2 separate regions of the Macaca mulatta genome follow, and region 1 is linked to region 2. The links are chromatin contacts, called in public Hi-C maps. All regions are on one chromosome and are shown on one strand. The core of a region is the stretch at or near the end of the contact, and the rest is flanking DNA. Distances in the headings are between cores, read along the strand shown.

The links. A called contact is a pair of places that touch in the nucleus more often than the background predicts.
Region 1: a Hi-C map of fetal cortex germinal zone shows a contact between it and region 2, with 3 times the contacts expected there. The contact joins the promoter of PDHX here to the enhancer-like site in region 2. A contact is called at or near these places in 9 of 14 Hi-C or Micro-C datasets (CD4 T cells, blood, cortical neurons and 5 more).

Annotation. Positions count from the first base shown.
Region 1 is chr14:30,352,483-30,355,473 of T2T-MMU8v2.0, forward strand. PDHX (pyruvate dehydrogenase complex component X) reads right to left here and starts at 1,718. Exons shown (of 15, transcript XR_003722578.2): 1 at 1,521-1,718. It overlaps APIP (APAF1 interacting protein), which reads left to right and starts at 1,935. Exons shown (of 7, transcript XM_028833523.2): 1 at 1,935-2,096. The coding sequence starts at 2,040.
Region 2 is chr14:29,892,134-29,894,926 of T2T-MMU8v2.0, forward strand. All of the region lies in intron 1 of SLC1A2 (solute carrier family 1 member 2), which reads left to right. Among named protein-coding and RNA genes, the nearest start is that of SLC1A2, 27 kb to the left of the region's middle. Within about 2 kb of position 1,273, at least 7 of the 40 cell types and tissues checked have an H3K27ac peak or open chromatin away from gene starts, as enhancers often do.

The DNA.
Region 1 (2,991 bases), core at 468-2,967, 460 kb after region 2:
CTGCCTCAGCCCCTGGAGTAGCTGGGATGCCAGCACGCCTGGCTAATTTTTTTTTTCAAGTAGAGGCAGGGGTCTCACTTTGTTGCCCGGACTGGTCACCAACTCCTGGGCTCAAGCAATCTTCCAGTCTCGCCTCCCAAAGTGCTGGGATTACAGTCATGAGCCACCACGTGCACATTTTTGTGTGTAACCATTTATGGTACCTTCTCTGTATAGAGAGTCTGCAGCATTTTCAAAGATTCTCAAAAGGATCTGCTTGATAGACAAGATTAAGAACACTCTTCCCAGATTATATCTAATACTAAACTTTTAATATTCCATGATTTTCTAAGGCAGTGAGTCTCAAAGCACATTCCATTAAACGTCAAAATAAAACATCAGAACGCATCCAACATTTGTAAAATGCAGATTCCTGAGCCCCACACTAGATCAGACCAAATCTCTAGGAGCTGTAAAAAAATTTAATTTCAACAAACTTGGAGGAGGGAAGAGAGGGAATTCTGCACACACTGTTAAAGCACCTCTGCTCCAAGGAATATGTTATGAAACATTACACCAAAAAAACTGAAATAAATTGTTCCCATTACGGAATCTTTAGGAACCCCAATACACTCATCTTACTATATGGCTTTGTGTGATTTTTTTTTTTTTCTGGGCCTCAGGTAGCTCAGAATACGAAGGCAATGTCTATTAGACCTATTTAAATTAAAATTCATTCTGTAGAGTGCCAGGAACGATGACTGGCAGGCAATACGTCAGATTAAAAAACGTCAGTCCTATTCTCAATCCCTGCTTCCCTCCAACCCTCTCCCCAAATAAGGAAAAATAATACCCAGCCTGCCATTTTGCATACTGTTAAATACTGCAAGAATTGTGTTAACCGTATCAATATCATTACTAAACGACAATTTTCTATAATAAACTTTTTGATATGATTTATCTCCTAAATGCTCGCTCTTTCAAGCGAATATTTGCTTGAAACATTCTCCTGGACCTTTGTCTGTGATGCCGTAGGAATTTACAAATTTAAGTCTTCCACGAGTCATGGCGTGGGGTAAAACTCGACTGGCCTCAATGAAAACACCTCCCAACAGAGAGGCCTAGAGAATGAGTAAGAACTCCCAACAGTGGCTTTTCAATCTCGGCAACCTTGGGCAGCTTTTTCTCGTCCGAGACGTTTGACAACCCTAAAGAAACCTGAGCCTTGACTGGAAAGGGGGCTGAGGGAGGAGAGTTTAGGAACCCTCTCCGCGCCTCACAAATAACCCAAATTCCAAGGCAAGGTCACAAAGTCATACAAACCAGGAGGCCTAGGGTAGGGTCGAATTCTCCCAGAGGCCAAGAAAGCCCTCCACAGCATGCATTAGGCCGAGTCGGCGGACCCCACCCAGAGAAAGAGGGAAAGGAATAGGGAGGCCGCGCACCTCAACACCCAGACGCAGGTCCTCAATCAAGACTGCCCCTGTCCCAGGCCCATCACTCAGCTACACAGAGAAGCTGAGCGAGCCCCGGCCACTCACCCCGAAGCCACTGCGTGCTGTGAAACCATCTCCAATTAGCTCCGCGGCTTACAGACCACCCAAGAGCCCCCTTCACCAGTCCTATGCTTCGGCAGCCAGGGAAGCCCACAAGATAACGCAGTAGCCGCGGATCACAGCCTAGCCTCCAGGAGGCCGCCATCTTCACGGCCTTCTCACCGGCTGCCCGCAGCACAGCCTGATGTCCAGCATCAAGGCCCCGCCTCCCACATGGTTGGCCACACCCCCAGACGATCGAGGTGCCTTTAGGTCTCTCAGACTTGAAGCCCTCCTAGTCCCGCCTCCAACCGCGTTGGCCACGCCTCCCGGGCAGTCAGGTGCGCTGCTGGATAGCCCAGCCGGAGGGGCCTTACCAGACCCCGCCCACCATGTTCGCCCCGCCCCCGGGCTGCCCTCAGCGCCGCCTGATTGCATTTGCGGCCTTGCTGCCTCAACCTAGGCTGAGCGCCGCGAGTAAAGTGGTGCGGAGATTGGAGGCCGCGTGGGTCCCTGGTCTAGGCCATGTCTGGCTGTGACGCTCCGGAGGGAGACTGTTGTTCCCGGAGATGCGGCGCGCAGGTAGGGGCGGGGTCACCAGTACCGGTTATTCCCAGGAGTAGAGGCCCAGACGGAACCTGGCGGCGGGAGCTGGGCGCGGGGTCGCGGGCCGGGCGTTTGGCTGCGGGGCGGGGCTTCGGGCCGGGCAGTTTGCGACCCTGGAGCACCGCGGCCTTCGCGTTGGGAAACAAGGCTGCGGCCCCAGGCGATCAGTGGTCCCGGGCGGGGCGCTCCGACGACGGGAGCTGGGCGCCAAACATTGGAAAGAAGCAAATAACGCAGAGAGAATAGCGTTTGGGTGACCTCAGCGAGTATTTATCAGGAAGACAGGCCAGAGAAGGAATCGTGAAGCTCCGAAGTGGAGCTGGGGCGAAGACCGCGCTCCCCGAGCTTCTTTTCTGCGCCCTGACCAGTTGGGCGTTTGGGGAGACTTTTGGCACTCGGGAGACATTTGCCGAACCGGAGCTGTGCCTCGGCTGCCAGCGCTTTGCCTTTGAACAGTTGCTCCTTGCCTATCTCCCTTTAGATGAATTGTGGGATGATCATGGGAACGATTCTTCCTTAAGCCGAAGTCAAAGGGAAATCCACCCTCACTCTGCATGTAGTTTTCGGTCATTTACACAAACCAACAGTTTTATGGAGCACCTTCTCCGCGCTCAGAGATGGCGGTACATAAGACAAATGGCCCAGGGTCTGGAGAACTAGACGAATAAGCAGTTTCAGCACAATATGATAAACCCCACCTAAGAGGCAGGGAAACCCCTCAAAATTAGCTCCCTTATTCCCCCTATCTTATTCCTCCCATGTATATCTTTCTTAGGGTTGAAAATCCTAATTAAAAAGTAGTAACTAGCAGGAGATTTCATTGCTAAGTATTTGTCAACCGCTGTCTTGTTTGAATAAGTGACTTCCCCAA
Region 2 (2,793 bases), core at 23-2,522:
TGCAGCCCCACTTTTGCTGGATGCCCTACTCGCCTGAGCCCTGAAAGATCCTGATTTTCCTCTGTATCTGGGTGAGTTCACATTCTCTGTGTCTTCCTTACGTAGAAATCAGCGAAAGCTCAGCAACGTATTTAGAAAATAAAACCAACAATGTGCACCTTCAACCAGGAAACAAAAACTTACTCAAGCAATACTTTTTAAAATTGTACAAACACTTAAAAGTAGGTGTAAGCAAAAAGAATTCCAAATACCCTGTGAGAATAATATTCAACACACACACACACGTGCACACACACGGAATGGAATGGTAAGAGTGATTTTTATTTATTTATCAAGATAAGGTATTCTGCAAACTATTTTGTTATTAGCTTTTTCACTTAAAAATAGCCCTGGTAAACATTTGCAATGTTTCCTACACTTTTTTTTTTTTTTTTTTTTCCCACAGTGACTTTGGATATCCAGAGTTATCAAATCTAGGGTTTGAAGTCCTTCAGTATGAGGGTTGAAAGAGAAAAGCAAGCTGTTTTAATGAAGATTCCTAACTGAAGCTAGGGGAGATATAAGATGCTTAAATTTTGCTCACACCTGAGCTGTATTTGTTTGCATGGCAGTGAGAAGGCTGGTAATTTGTCTTAAAACTAAAACAGCAGTTAACAACCTTTAAATTCCCTGAGGAGATTCCTTCTTCCCCAACCAAACCTGTTCCCATTTCCTTCTAGACTGGTTGACGGTCAGGTGGGCTGATTGGTTCTGCCTGCTATAGAGGTAGAATTCAGTGCTGTATCGAGGTAGGAAGGGTTTTGGAGGGTGTTTGGGAAGGTACACGCGGGGTAGAGATGATAGCACAGACTTTGTGGTCAGACTGGCAAGGGTTCAAATCCCAGCTCTGTGACTTCTTGCCCAGCTGGGTGGCCTCAGGCAAATTACTTAATCGCCCAAAACCTTATTTGTAAAACAGCGTCATAAAACTCTCACACAATTGTGACTGGCAGTGATAAGTACCTAATGCTATTTTAGGAGTTCCCCAAAGTTTTTCTGCAAAGAGCCAGATAGCGCATGTTTTAGGCTTTGTGAGCCATACAGTCTGTATCATAATGAGTCAACTCTGCCATTGCATCACAAAAGCAGCTACGGACAATATGTAAATTCACGAGCAAGGCTGTGTTCTAATAAAAGTTTATTTACAAAAATAGATGGCAAGCTGGATTTGACCTGTGGACCGTAGTTGACTGACCCTGCTCGTGATCATCCCTGTCCAGTAGATATATAGCAGTGGCCACAGATAGCATATTAGATTTTCTTGTAGCCACACTAAAAAAAGGAATGAGAAACAGGTGAAATTAGTTTTAAGAATAGATTTTATGCCCGGGTGTGGTAGCTCACACCTGTAATCTCAGCACTATGGGAGGCTGAGGCGGGTGGATCACTTGTGGATCACCTGTGGCGAAACCCTGTCTCTACTAAAAATACAACAATTAGCCAAGTGTGGTGGCTCATGCCTGTAATCCCAGCTACTTGGGAGGCTGAGGCAGGAGAATCGCTTGAACCAGGGAGGTGGAAGTTGCAGTGAGCCAGGATCGTGCCATTGCACTCCAGCCTGGGCAATAAGAGTGAAACTCCATCTCGAAAAAAAAAAAGAATAGATTTTACTTACATCAATATATCCAAACTATGATTGCTTCAACTTGTAACTCATATGAAAAATTCCTTAATGAGATGGTACATTTTATTTTTTGGTAACATTTTCAAAATCTGTTGTGTATTTTAAACTTAGGACACATCTCATTTTGTACTGGTCGCATTTCAAGTGGTCAGTAAAACGCAACCTCAATATTGCTTCTCAAACTGCAGAAACAATTCTCCAAAACCAAATTTAGTGGGTCAGATAGCAACTTACTAAAAAAAAAAAAAAAAAACTCAAATTTTAAAAATGAAATGGAGGAGAATAGAAACTATCAAAAGTACACTGCATGTAGGAAGGACATGGGCTGTTTCTTGTACTTCGGTGTGTGAATGCCTGTGTGTGCACATGCCTGTGTGTGGGTGTGCGCTGAGCCAAGATGAGAAAAAGAAGACATCTACTTCTTACTGTGGATTGCAGGTAAACATGTTTGAAACTCGTTACTGTACGTGCTAAGGTCAAATGGGTTTTTCGTTTGTGTTTTTGTCTTTTAGAGCAGAGGCTGACTGGGGTGTTTAGCTGCTGCTTCACGCAGGCTGTGCTGTTGACTGAATAAACATCTAAAACCAGCTAAACCAGTTGCTGAATGTCATAGTGACCATTATAAAAATACAAACCAAAGTTTCCAACTTTAAACTTTATTATCTCTATTCTTAGTTTTAAAGCACGCTCATTTTATAGATAGCAAACAGAAATCCGGAAAGGTGAAATACTTAAGTCAAGACCCCAAAACCTTGGCTGGGCCCAGTGTCTCATGCCTGTAATCCAACACTCTGGGAGACTGAGGTGGGAGGATCGCTTGAACCCAGGAGTTTGAGACCAGCCTGGGCAATATAGCAAGACCAGGTGTCTACAAAAAAATTTAAGAATAAAAAAGAGGTTGGGCGTGGTGGCTCACGCCTGAAATCCTGGCACTTTGAGAGGCTGAGGTGGGTGGATCACCTGAGTTCAGGAGTTCAGGACCAGCCTGGACAACATGGTGAAACCCTGTCTCTGCTGAAAATATCAAAATTAGCCAGACATGGTGGCTCATGCCTGTAATCCCAGCTACTCTGGAGGCTGAGGCAGGAGAATCGCTTGAACCCAGGAGGCAGAGGTTGCAGTGAGCCACG